Regions from separate parts of the Anas platyrhynchos genome. Here region 1 is linked to region 2. The links are chromatin contacts, called in public Hi-C maps. All regions are on one chromosome and are shown on one strand. The core of a region is the stretch at or near the end of the contact, and the rest is flanking DNA. Distances in the headings are between cores, read along the strand shown.

The links. Hi-C and Micro-C count contacts between places; a contact is called where the count stands out from the background.
Region 1: a Hi-C map of subcutaneous adipose tissue shows a contact between it and region 2, with 4 times the contacts expected there. The contact joins two enhancer-like sites. A contact is called at or near these places in 4 of 8 Hi-C or Micro-C datasets (F5 follicle, liver, skeletal muscle and 1 more).

The regions. Positions count from the first base shown.
Region 1 is chr2:128,060,090-128,066,814 of IASCAAS_PekinDuck_T2T, reverse strand. The region is part of intron 2 of HDAC9 (histone deacetylase 9); the gene reads left to right. Among named protein-coding and RNA genes, the nearest start is that of HDAC9, 120 kb to the left of the region's middle. Within about 2 kb of position 4,749, at least 3 of the 8 cell types and tissues checked have an H3K27ac peak or open chromatin away from gene starts, as enhancers often do.
Region 2 is chr2:127,938,558-127,945,179 of IASCAAS_PekinDuck_T2T, reverse strand. All of the region lies in intron 2 of HDAC9 (histone deacetylase 9), which reads left to right. Among named protein-coding and RNA genes, the nearest start is that of HDAC9, 240 kb to the left of the region's middle. Within about 2 kb of position 4,684, at least 1 of the 8 cell types and tissues checked has an H3K27ac peak or open chromatin away from gene starts, as enhancers often do.

The DNA of each region.
Region 1 (6,725 bases), core at 3,500-5,999, 120 kb before region 2:
TGTTTTCATAAGCAGGCTGGGTTCTCGTTGGTCAGCATGGCTGGTCAAATGCATTGACTTTGAAATTAATTATGGTAATGCTACTCTAACCTTGGTGTTACTTTGTGCATCTTACGCACTTTTTTTTTTTTTTTTTTAAATGTAATTATATAGCTTATTCAATGGCTAATCCTTTATATTGAAAAAAAAAAGATAATTCTTGTTTACTTAGCAGAGATTTTTGTGAGTTGAAAAAAAAAAAAGAGAATTAAACTTTTAAAGCAGACTTTGTTTCTAATTCTGAAATAATTGGATTCTACTACCTAATATATCACTTTGTTACTTAAAAGAACATATTACTTTCTGTTATATAAATTATATTGCCATAAATGCTCTGGCAATATGAGATGCACACTTTCATCAAAACATATTATGCACTTATTACACATCAATAGAATTAATTACTACAATTACTGGATTTTTTTCTTTCCCTACCTGACTGATTACCAGAATCTCTCAGCGTGTGTGGATGCATGTGTAGGTCCCCACTGTGCTTTTCCAATGCACCTAAGAAGGTTAGGCATTTAGTTTGAATGTGAAAGGAAGGTATATGAATGACATTTCCTTCTTAATTTTGGTTTCTTAATTTCAGCTCTGCTTTTATTTTTTTTTTGTACAATTACTTCTAGAGCTTTCCTAAAGCTGCAGCTCATGTTCTGTCCTATTTCCCAAGCGATTTCTGAGTCTTTGCATATACTTACAAGCCAAATGAGAAATACTTGCTATCTGAGAAGTTTAAAAGCTCTTATAAAAGGGTTCTAAAATGAGTTAGGGTATTGAACTGTATCACTACACTAAACAGCGAGTAGTTATTTTGTTTTCGTTTTTGTCTCTGGTTTTGTTTTTAGTTCTGGTAAATATTATTCCATATATTAAAAACACAAATATTTTGCAAATATACATCTATATTTGGTATTTGCAAGTTTCTGATAAAGAGCAAATAACAGTTTTTATAGTGTTTTGCATATAGACTGAGCCTTTAATTGGGAACCAAGCCTGGATTTAAATGAAATATTATGGTTATGTATACTACAGAAGCTGCGGCAGGGAGAAGTTGATTCACCTCTGTCCTCATATTATGAAAGAAGATCGAAGTCTCATATAACTCCTGAACTAGATGTATGGTTTGGATCACTTTTTTTTGATATACCATGAATGGCTTACGAGGAGTTTTTTTATTGTCTTTCTCACTGTGTAGTCTACATATATGGTCCACTATATATTTTTAAATTTCCTTATTTCACACTTCTTAAAAACACTGCCACTTCTTAAGGATTAAATATGTATATCTTTATGGGTACAAGTGCTTTGAATTTCATTTTTGCTGCCCTGCCAGCAGCGGCTCAGTGAATGCTCTCTGTTGCCATAAAGATAAACTGCATGGGTTTCCCAGCAATGGAGGTCAAAGGACACGTGCACAGCTATTTATTTGCTTTTAAAACAGAAGGAATATGATTTATGCAGGATATTAGCTAATGTCATAGTGTTGAGCTTTGCAGGTGCGGCCCTGGGAGCCTGACCCCCCACTAATCCCCCAAAGTGAAGCGGGCATGCATGCAATGGCTTTGTTGTTGCCGTGCTGCTGCTGCTTGGCTCTGAGAGCCTGCCCTGCCTTCCCTGCATGGCCTTCAGCACTTCTCCTTGGGTTTGAGTTCAGTAAGCTACAGATGTTTGGCAGTACGGTGGGATGGAATCGTGTTGCTGTTATTATTTTATTCTCACTGCACTTGTTAGCTTGCTTGGTTTTGTTCAGTTCACTTTTATACTCGTGCTGGAAGTACTTCCTAACCTTTTACCCTGCAGCTGGTGCTGTGCCCAAAATTAATGTGATCAATTTCACGGATTCGCACAAATGATCCAGGCTGGATCCACACACTCACACTTCAGAGAAATGAGCCTGTGCTGACATTTCTGAGACCTGCCTGCAGTCATTTAAGAGGGCTTGATAACATCTCTTCAGAGCATCTTTGGTGAGGCATTGTTGCCTTGTCCTACCTGTGCTGTGTAAGAGGCAGAATGTGGATGGCCTGTGTGCTCTGTGGCCTGTGAGAGGCAGTGGAAAGAGGCACCCTGAATTTCAGGCCTTGTTACCTTGTTTTGCCTAACTGTAGAGAGAAGAAATATTTTATAACACATTACATTTAGTTACTGGTTTCCATAATTTAGGGCCATGAACTTCCTCCTGGTGTACTATCAGTGTACTGTCATCTGTATTAGATAATGTAACTAGACAGCAATCTTTAGAATAGGATCTACAGCCAAGTCCTTCATTCATTTCCTCGGTATGGTTTGATAGGATTCAAACACAAATAAAGGTAGTAATTTTAAATCAAGACCTAATGGTGTTTTAGCGCTATTTGGAGCAATTGTACAGGAAAAAACAAAACAAAACACTAGAAGTGCATTATATGATGGGTGATACTGCTTGAAGAAAAATTAATTAGTAGTGGTTCACATCAATGTTCAGCTATGAGATTATTAATTCTAAAGACAAAGTCATAATTGCTTTGGTTCAGTATGTTTTCTCACAAATAATTAGGAGGTGGTTGTGATTTAAGATCAAATGCATAAGAGCAATTTTTTGCTCTCAGGGTAAAGAAAAGGACGGCTTATTATACCTAGTACCTTTTTCACATAGGAAAAGAAAAACAAACAAACAAAAAGTATCTTCCCCAGTTGTAAAAATGTGTTAATGGATATAGGATATGCTTTAAAAAAAAAAAAGTATTTGTGAAGGAGCAAGTAGAAACCCCTAGGGGGAGCTCGAAGTCTTTCTTTACAGCTGCAATTATAAACTTTTACATCGAGTTTGAACTATTTCTTAGAGTAAATTTAACTTTTTACTTCTGATACGGTTTTTTTTCCTATTTTATTACCTCGAGGTTTAAACACACTACAGACAACAGTCTCTTTTCCACCGATAATTACAATTTCTGAAGGTAATTTTTATATTTGGTGCTTATCTAGCCATAAGGAAAAATCATACTTTTCACCTTTTTTTTTTTTTTTTTTTTTTTTTTTTTGTTCAACAAGTACAAGCAGAGAATGGAAAGAAGTTTCATCCTTCTGCTTCTCTCCTCTGTTCCTCTTCACTTCTTAGAACCGTAATCCCTGTAACCTGTCCATGCACCCTTCGCTTCCTAAGCACCAGACTCCCATCCCATAAGCAAATTTGGTGAGAACTTCACTATATAATAGATATCCTTCTGGGAATGTCAGGCTTCACAGTCAGCAAAATGTCTCCCCATACCTTAGCAAATCAGCAAAATATTTTAAGAAATGCTTTATTTCTATGAACCAAATACCCTGATGGTTATTGGATTTGTCACAGCATATAGGGTTTCTCCTGTAGCCACAGTGACCTTCATTTGCTATAGTATTGCAGACCAACTCTTTATGTAATCAAATCAGGAAAAGAATGCCTAATTAACTGTAAACGACCCCATTTTAAAAAACAACTACTAACTACTTACTACTTTTGTGCACCATCATTATTGCTTTTTCGTTTCCTTTCTTATATTTTTTTAATCTGCATTTAATGCACTATTTTAGCACTTTGCCCTGTAGTTTGAAAGCACAGCAGCACACAGAACCACTTTTAATTGAAAGGCTAGCAAATCGCTTTCAGCGGGACACCAGGTTTATGAGCAGACTTAGATCTCATAGCGCCTGAGTTCCACAGAACTGAGCAGGTTATGAAAGGCTTTTCTCCTGAGCAAAATATATGTGCTATTTAGTCGTAAATCACAATGGTCTCTCATTAGAGCACAAAGAATTAAAGAACGCTAAGCAAATGAATTTTTTCCCTTCTGCCATGAGCTTCTGAGTCTGGCTGTAAGTGCTGGACTCTGTTGTTGAGTGATCCAAAAGCTGCTGTCGCAACCTTTTATTCCCTGAGTGCAAATTAATCCTTTGCAAGGTAATTGAAGGAAATTGATGACATTATTTGCTGCATCTTGGGTATCAAGAGCATGCACACAGGAGGCAGTGGAGTACCACTCACCACTCTAAACTACCTTTGTGTGGAGATTCGGAAAAGATTTAAGGAGTTGTTTAGTTTGTGAGCTCCCTTGTAGTTTCTTAGTATTCTTCTGATTAACTTAGTATGTCTTTCCTAATGTTACACAGTGTGCTTCTGTCCTGCACAAAGTAAAATATTCATGATGTGAGCAGAAGAAAAAGTTCCTCTAGCAGTTTGCTTCTAGTGCTGTGATGTGGTTAACATTTAGAAGTGAGACAGAGCAATGTGAATTAGTGTGTATTTTGTTGGAATCGTATCACAAACTTTATCATGGCTTTCTGTATGAAGGAACAATTTGGTGTAATCTTTGTAACTAAAGTTCTTACTCTGCATAAATTTCTGCAATGTTTGATACTGGCTCTGAATAAATAGTGCTTTCTTTTGGTGGCTGGGTTTCTGCTCTTCAGCAAACAAACTTTGAAGGTTTGATGTGATTGTTAGAGGGGAAATAGAATTTGGAGGACAGAAATATGTTAGCCTTGCATTCCAAGTATATAAACTGTACTTTTAGCTTGACAGTACCATATAACAGTACATTTTGTGAAGCTGGATTAAAAACTGCTAGATAATAAGAATAAAGCCAAGGCAAAACAAAAAGCCCAAACGAGAACAAAATGCTGTGATTCATAAAGTCTGCTACTTAGAGCAGCATTTCTTAGTTCCATGTGCTAAACACCTAATCTTGGCCTTGAATTGACCTTGAAGTTTATGAGCTAAAGGTAACAATTATGCAACAGCGAAAATATGCAGACGGGACTTTACTGCCTAAAAAGAACTGCTGTCCTGTATTTAGTTTGAATTAACACATGTCACTGTTTATGAAACTTTCCTTCATGCTAGTGGCAAGCCAGGGGAAAGGAGCACTGGGAGCAGGCAGGAGCCTAAGAGCAGAGCTGGGGCTGGTGTCGGAGGCAGCCGGTGCGTCGTGTTGGGTCGGCTCCTGGTGGCGCTTCTGAATGAGACGAGTTCGCCCAGCAAACGTCTCCAGCACAAGATTTAATGCTAAGAAAGCTCAGTTGCAATATAAATTTAAAAGGAGAGTGAAATGAACCTTTTTCATTTAAACAGTTGCTCAAAATGCAGTGGCCTTGGCATAGACTAGGCTTGGTTTTATTAATTTTGATTGTGTGTGGCCTGCGTGGTGGTATCATGCTTTAACCCTCTGGTCACGATACATCCATGGTGTAGTAAGGTGACTGTATAGCTTCTGCTGTATGTTACAGCTCGTTTTTGAAGCAAGACATAAATTTAGTTTTAGAAATAGAGTGCCTAGCCTGTCATTTGAACAGTGATCATAGGTATCCCTGATAAATTAAATTGCTATTTCCAGTTCTCCTCCTTCTGTATGCAAAAAACTTATCTGTTTGGTTAGAAAGAAGAACCAAATCTTTTGAATTGTTTTTTTATTCCAACAAATGATGTAATAGGCAGTAAGTCACAGTGCATAATGACATTTTGAAAACAGAAGCACCCAGGCATACATACGTATTTATACAAAAATAACTGATTTTTTATTATTCATGGGTTTTAGTGGCATGAAATCTCAAGGCAGTGCATGCAGTCCATGGCACATGTACAGGTCACTAATATCAGGTGCACCATGATAGTTACATCTACTTACAGATATAAACATGTAGGTGTGTTTAGGAAAGATGCTAACATTTGCAGAGTACTTTTATAAACAGGACCGGAACGTTAAGGTCTGTTCCTCTCAGGCAACATAAGTGTATTATCTGTTGTGCTGTGCTGTCTCTGCAGTGGTGACTGGGAACACCTCTGAGAGTCTAGGGAATTGCTTTCAGCAGCAGGTGCTAAGTCAGTGTGTCTGTCCCAAAGCGATGTTTTAGCTGCAGAAGAAACAGGCCAAATGCAAATACCCCGAATTTGAAACATTTAAGTCTTTAGATGCATGGACATATTTCCTTTATAATATAACTGCAGCTTTATCATCATTATAATATTAGCTAATGATTAAATGTTCTTTGAAGGCTTTTTCACAACACAGAGATAATGAATATGAATTTCATGTGAAAATGTGGTGCTAAATAGCATATTTTCCCCTGAGAACTGTTCATTATACATGCTATGAACTCTCTTCAGCATAATATACATCTTTGGTGACAGACTTTCCTAACAGCATCAGAAAACATTTTCTTTCGTATTTATGCTTTAATGGAGAGGTTTCTAAGGGCTGCAAAATCCTGTAGGAAATAATGAAACCCTGTCATTTTTCATTTTCTCTAAAATGAGATGAGAATGCTATTCTTCTTTTGGAAATTATAATAAAATGAGTCTTTTTGCACAGCTGGCTTTCCTGGGAACTACAGGGATATTTTAGGCAGAATAAAATTGATCTCTTTAGAATTGCTGGTGTGAAATATGATTTGTCCTCCTTGCTACCTTAAAAATTTGTTACACTGCTGTTCTAGGCTTCATGGACCTTAAGGTAAATTATGACATCTCAGATATGATTGTTTTTCACAATTTCTATAAAAATAGCTAGTTATCTATGCGTGAAAGAATTTACAATGGGAAGAAAGAAAAGCTTTTTCCCTCAGGCTCATATTCCAGTGTAGCCTAATGAGCTTAGAGACCGTCCCTGACCTTTGCAGGTTAAAGAGAATCCTCACAGGGAAACAGGCGTGCTTTAAATCAAGCCCTGTGC
Region 2 (6,622 bases), core at 3,435-5,934:
GCATGTATGCAAGTGCATGGCCACAGCGTCGTATCACACATGCTTGCATTTTAATCAATTGATTAATTAATTGTAATGATTTAATGAAGTGACTAGCAGATAAGCTGGCACCTGTTGATTTGGACATGGATTGTACCTACGATGTTCTGCAACTGCAAAGCAGTGTTACTGCAAATCAAACCTTATTTGTCATCCTCAGTATGATCTGGTTGGGGGTGGTACTGATCCATGTGCAGAAGATACACAGCTAAAGCAATGCTATTTTGTAATCTTCCCTATCTTTTCTTGTATACCCTCATCACAGGTGTGGACACATTATGGTCAAATAGATTAACTCCATACCATGTACTAACACCATCATTAACACCAATGTATTGTGGTTTTAATAATACTACTACTATGCCACAGACTTTGGAAGAAAGCTATGTAGAAATTCTACATTTTTAACTACGCATGCATTTGTCTTTGTCCTGTTTTTCTCTTGCCTGTAGCAGAAGTATCCAGAATTCAGGATATTCAGATTCCTTGCATATATCCAGAGGGCGTTCTCTGGAAAGTGAACATGGGACTTTGTGCTGATGAGTGCAGAGAATGCATGTGTAACAGTTCTTCAGATGAAATATAAAGTAACTCAGAAACCCAAATATAGCTCAGCTTGGATTTCTTGATAACAGATCATCCCAGGTTTGAGTTTAGAAGTGTTTCACATTCTGATGTGATTTACTGGGCACATTTGCTTTTTCTCCTCTGACAGAAGTGGTTGGCCTGATATTTGCATGAACTCTGGCAGGCTAATAAATGGAACTTTCACTCATGTATTCACTGTAGAAGAAACAGCAAACACTAACATTAAAAAAAACTTCTTGGCTATAACAAATTAGATGGCATTTATGTTTGTGTTTGTTATGACTGTTTGACTCAAAAGCGTATTTGCAGAGAAGGAATCTGATTTTAGTAAATCAATATAATAAAGCCTTTGATTTTTTACAAAAGCCAGCTAGCTGTAACTTCAGTGTTGGTATTTCAAGGCCTCTCACTGATATTTTAGAAGTTTGTGGTTGTTTGAGCTTCCTTTCCAGGCCCTGGGGAAATAAGAGAATGGTAAATCAAAGCCCAGATCACTGTTTGCATTTATTTTACTTCTCATTATGACATGTATGCAAACACTTAAAAGAAATGGGGAAAAGGTATAATCATGATAAGATGCCTTTTATAGAACAAAAGGGAATGCATTTCTAGTCTAATTTATTACACTTCTCCTTAATAACATAAAGTCAGTTGAGTGTCTCATCAGATTTGACAGTTCATTTATACTTCTAATTCTGTGATAGTGCTGCTAAAATGATTACTGAGTCCTTAAATATAATCCAAGAAAATAACCATAAAATATTTTCTCTGATCTGCAATATATGTTAATTTCTTGTGTTTTTCCTTTCCAAGTGAGGAAGTTTTAAAAGTACAGATTGCAGTTGGGTACTTAACTGCCAAAAAAATTCATTGTGCTGCCTTTGAAAAAAAGTCTTCCGTTTGTATTTACTGTCTCTTTTCTGTTTCCCTTGCCTGTGACAACCAAAATCCAGACTATGATTAAAGAAGTATAATTAATCAAAAATATTTAATAACATTGAGTGAAATATAAATGGCACTTTTTTTTATTTGGGTGGACCCCTTAGCTTAATTTTGAGAATGGAGAAAAAAAAACTGTTGATTTTAAATATTGGAAAAAATATATATATTGCAAAATCCAACTGCCATCCAAAATCCAGATGCTTTTGTCACATTAAGGATATTAAAATGAGATGCTCTCAAGGCCATCTTTCTTCACCCCTATACTCGTGAGAGAGATTCTGGATCAAGCTTCTCGGGTGGCATAAAGAAGCTTTGCCTATATTGAAGTCAACAGAGGGATGACAGATTATACCAGCTGAGAATTGATGTACAAGAATTTAGTCACCAAAGCTGGAATGATAAAAGCATACCATGGGAGGTAACCTAACCTTTCACAGTTTATTGAACATCTGACTTCTGATTCTGTACTGGTTATTCTTAAAATTTCAACTTCTAGCTCCTGCATTCTGTAGTGAAGGTCTTGTAGTGGCACAGCTTGCATCAGAAAGTTGTGACTTGTGGGAAGTAGGCTCCAAATTAGGAAAATTTTCTGCAAATTAGTATGTTAAGCAATTGCTATAGTGGTTTTCATGCCAGACTCCATCCTCTTTATTCATGGCTGTTCAAAACCAAGTTGCCCACTTAATTTTCCAGTATGCCCACAGCTGACACATTGCTCTATTAGCTCTTTATTTACACTGGCTGTGATGGCAAGCAGTGCCTTATCATTATGCCAGGACTGCTCTTAGATTACAGAGTGAGCAATGTTCCTGTAACACTGCTTTTCAACAGGGAAAGCTCTGCCTCAATGTACTCAGAAATTTTAAATCCTTTCTTTGTGCCCCTTCTCTGCTTCATTACTGGTGTCTTATGGCTTTCCAGATATCAGTGCTTTTCAAGTCCTGAATGATGTGGTACATAAATCTAGAGAATTCTGGGTTTAAACTGGAATGCAAATATAATGCATTGTCTTCATTTTCAGTGGATCTTCCATCTTTCCACTATTTCAACCTATTTTCTGTAAATTCCTTAGCCCTCTGATTATGTCATGATTTACTGGTGGCTAATCCTGAAACAGGAGGGGTTTTCACTTTCTCTGAATCAAGAGGTCAAATGGAGGCAGTCTCTTTTACACTAAAATGTGCAAAACTGTTCTGTTTTTCATTTTATGAAAAGCATATGAAAACTATGCAAAGTACTATACAACTTAATAAGCACTTCAGGTGGGTTCTGTTTTGTAGAAGAGAGTTCAAAGGAGTAGCACTAGTATAAACTGCTCTCACATTCTTTTTTCTTTGTAATACTTCACTGAGTTGATGTTTGGGATGTGGTATGCTCATTTCTTGGCAGGATTACTCTTCAAAATTTTACTTGTTTTTGTCTGTTTTCAGGAATACACTTTTATTGCCTAATACTGAAGTTGTTAGTTGGAGGAGCTTGTCTTCTGTCTCTTGTCACATGTAATTTTAGTTTAGCATTCCAACTTTTGTAGGCCTCCTTGATCACTTCATAAACCTTAACTGCTTCTCAAGTAAAATGCTGCCTTGGATGAATAAGCAGGAACAAGAGTCTAACCAGCTTAATTCCCTGTTCTTCTCTCCTGTCTGCCTCCCTCTCCTAGCCCAACAGCATAGTCAGATGTGTGAGAAATTCCACTGTGAAAGGGTTAATTTGAGTCCCTGCAGTCCCTGCAAATTAACACAGTTCTCCTAATGTAAGAATCAAAAATGCACTCTATGTATTCTGGTAAGCAAGTCTACTAGAACTCTTCATTACATCTCAAATGAAGAATGACAACAATTCAACTGATTGCAGCAGCCCTTCTTTAGGTTCCTGTTTTTAAAGATGGCATAGATGTCTGCCAGGACAGGTAATTGCCAACAAAAAAGAAGTGGGCTGCTTTATTTCCTGCTATTTTCTTTTAGCCCTTGTGATTCAGAAGACTCGTGTATTTTAATATACCAGTGTGCAGAAATTGAAGCTAGTCACTAGAAACAAGCTTGAAATGCTATCTCTTAGTGAAAGACTTACCATTTTTCAGTGATTCCCATTTTAAGAAATTGTTTCAAAAAACAAGGCACCAGGGTTAAAACAAGCTCTTTTTATCTCTTTTTAAATATGCTACAAGTCTTTAAATATACTCAACAAGCATGACGTTTTCGAAGTATCTTATTTTCTTTACACAGAATATCAAAAGCACTGCAGGAAATGCAACTATGGAATATAATTGATATGGAAGATAAAGATAAAGGCCACTGAGTTTTTATACAAAAAGAAGGGAGGGGGGGGGAGAAGCCTTTGCAGTTACTTATAGCTGAAAATTAAGTATTTTTCTGCTAAAATTTTGACATTTTTCCTGGAATTGCTGACACTAACATTTCATTTTTAGTTTATATTCGGCAGACTACTGTCATATTCACCACAGCTAACTTGAGCTCAGAAGAGAATCTGACCTTAGTTATCTGTAGAGGGGACTCCCTGGGCTTGCCCTGTAGTCAGCAGAGATGTTGGGAAGGATCATCTCCAGACCACAGCAGAGAGAGAACAGGGCAGTGTCCCACCCTGAATTGTACCCACTAGGACCTCGCTGCACTGGTGACACCAGGAATCCTGCAAAACAGGGCTCCTTCAAGTGGAGATGGTCTTTATGAACCTATTACACATATTTCTTTCCTTACCCATCTTTTTCTTTCTTTGGCTAACAGCTTGATGCATCAGTTGTTGGAAGTTCTACATCCCACTGCTTCTTGTGAAAAGTTCTTGAAAGTGGAGCGTGGTGATTAGGCCATTCCTTTTTCTACCCCCAAAATACATTTATCCCAGCGTGGATGGGGTGAAATACACGTACACACTTCCTTGTTGAGAATAAACATTCTGCATCACCTTTGGTCTGTCTAGTGTTACAGTTTTGTCAGGGTGGCGGGGAGGAAGATGCTTCAGCTAAAATTCAAAGCTGTTAAAGACACTGATTCTGATTCTCTGCTCCATTACACATTTTTCACACTGATGTAACTCCACAGGGCTTCTTTGTCTCTTCCTTGTCAGCTGATAACAAGTAAGAAGAATGTAAATGGCCTGTGGCATCAGGCCCATGTAGCAGGCGATAACACAGTATTGTTTGGTAGCTTTATGGCTACTTGTGGAGAATCATCTGGCTGAGGAGGTTAACTATTATCAACTTCACTATTAACTGTTAGAGTTTTAAGACAGCAATTACCACCAAAAGCCAATAGCTGCTGTGTCAACAGTTATTAGTAGAATTGGAGGTAAACTTACTGTTAGCAATATTTATGACAGGAAATACTGCTTGTCTTTATTTGTCAGTAAACATTGGCTTTTAAATAACATGAAAGATTTTATATAGATTTCTATGTATTCAAGTTTCTAGGAATACTTTAATGTTTATTTTCTCCTGTGTTAACGCGCAAGTTAAAGTTGAATCTGATGAATTAGGTGTTCCAGTATTAGATTTATTATTTGAGTGTGTAAAAATTCTTGAAAATCTGTATCTTATCAAACTGAGCTTTCAGTTCTCCATTTTACAAATTGTGGAAGGAAATTTCCATTGTTAGAAAAGTCTCAAGTCTTCCCCTCACAGTTACAGAGAAGAGCTCTTAGAACGAAGAGGTGGGATGCTCAGCAGGAGTAGGAGGTGTAATCAGACTGACTCGCCATGAGGACTTGTAGGGGTTGATTTGTAGCCAGTATCTGCAAAATCAACTGCAGGGTTCAGTTTGCAAACACTATTGCAAACCAAACCCTGCAGGGTTTGCACGGCTCCGGTTACTATTATTGCTCCAAGTAAGGCTTATTATCCTGTCACAGTAGCTGTAAGAAAGTCCGTCTCTCTACTTTAAACATGATAAGCCTTTGTCACCTACATTGCAATTAATGTTAAAAATAGCAGAGCGCCTATGATAAGATTGTGACTTGCAGGCAGCGAGCCATTGTCCAAGTGCCGGAGACTTATCTGGAGGGGCAGTGAGCCTGCACAGCACTGTCAGTTCGCTGATTGCCATTTCTCTCAGAGTTTGATGAAATATTCATGTCTTTGCTCTGCTCTCTGCAAGCACTATTGATTTCTTGTATAAACGCAGCTATATTTAGTCTAGACAAATGGAATGTGGATTGCTGCTGAATAAATGGGATGAAAGGCTGGGGCTTTGCCTGTCCGTTTCTCTTGGTCTGGGGCAATTATTTATAATCAAGAGTAGTTTTTGTAAGTTAAAGGTGATTTTTTATAATTTAGCGATTAGTCTCAGAACAAAAGTAAGCACTTAGACACAATCATTCTATTGGGATAACAGGTTAAGAAGACAAATTATGCTCTGAGGTTTACAATCACAGTTGCTAGGATTAAAAAAAAAAAAAAAAAAAAAGAAAGAAAGAAAAAGAAAAAGAAAAAGAAAAAGAAAAAGAAAAAGAAAAAGAAAAAGAAAAAGAAAAAGAAAAAGAAAAAGAAAAAGAAAAAGAAAAAGAAAAAAAAATCCCCTAGCAAATGTTTCCAGAATATTGACCATGAGGGAATATGGTCAGTAAAAGAAATTCATTGCCTCACATTTTTTTGTAAAAATATGTTGTATATTTGTATATTTTATGCCAGTAGGTGTTATTGTGCAGTAGAGTTCAGTTCTGTCTGTTTGCTACAGTTTCGACTTCTGCAGCTTTACTGCTCCTGTTTGCTAGATTTTTTCACTGCTTCCCTTTAGTTTTCTCGTGGAATACAAATACAGGTATAACAGAATAAAATGAGAAAAATGTGTAGTCTGGTCATTTCCTGACATCATGTTTGTTTCTAGTTAACAATCTTCTTTTTCTGGTTGAGTAGCAGGAATTGCAGTTAATGTGTTTGTATTCCACTGTCCTCTAGTGGATGGAATCAGAACTGCTAAGCACTGTCGCAGACCTGTGCTATTTTCCTCTTGTAAAAATGATACTTGCTAGTTTTTTTGTTCTTTTTTAACAGGTACAGTTATGCTCTGTCTCATTTCTTAATATGAAAACATGAGTTTTA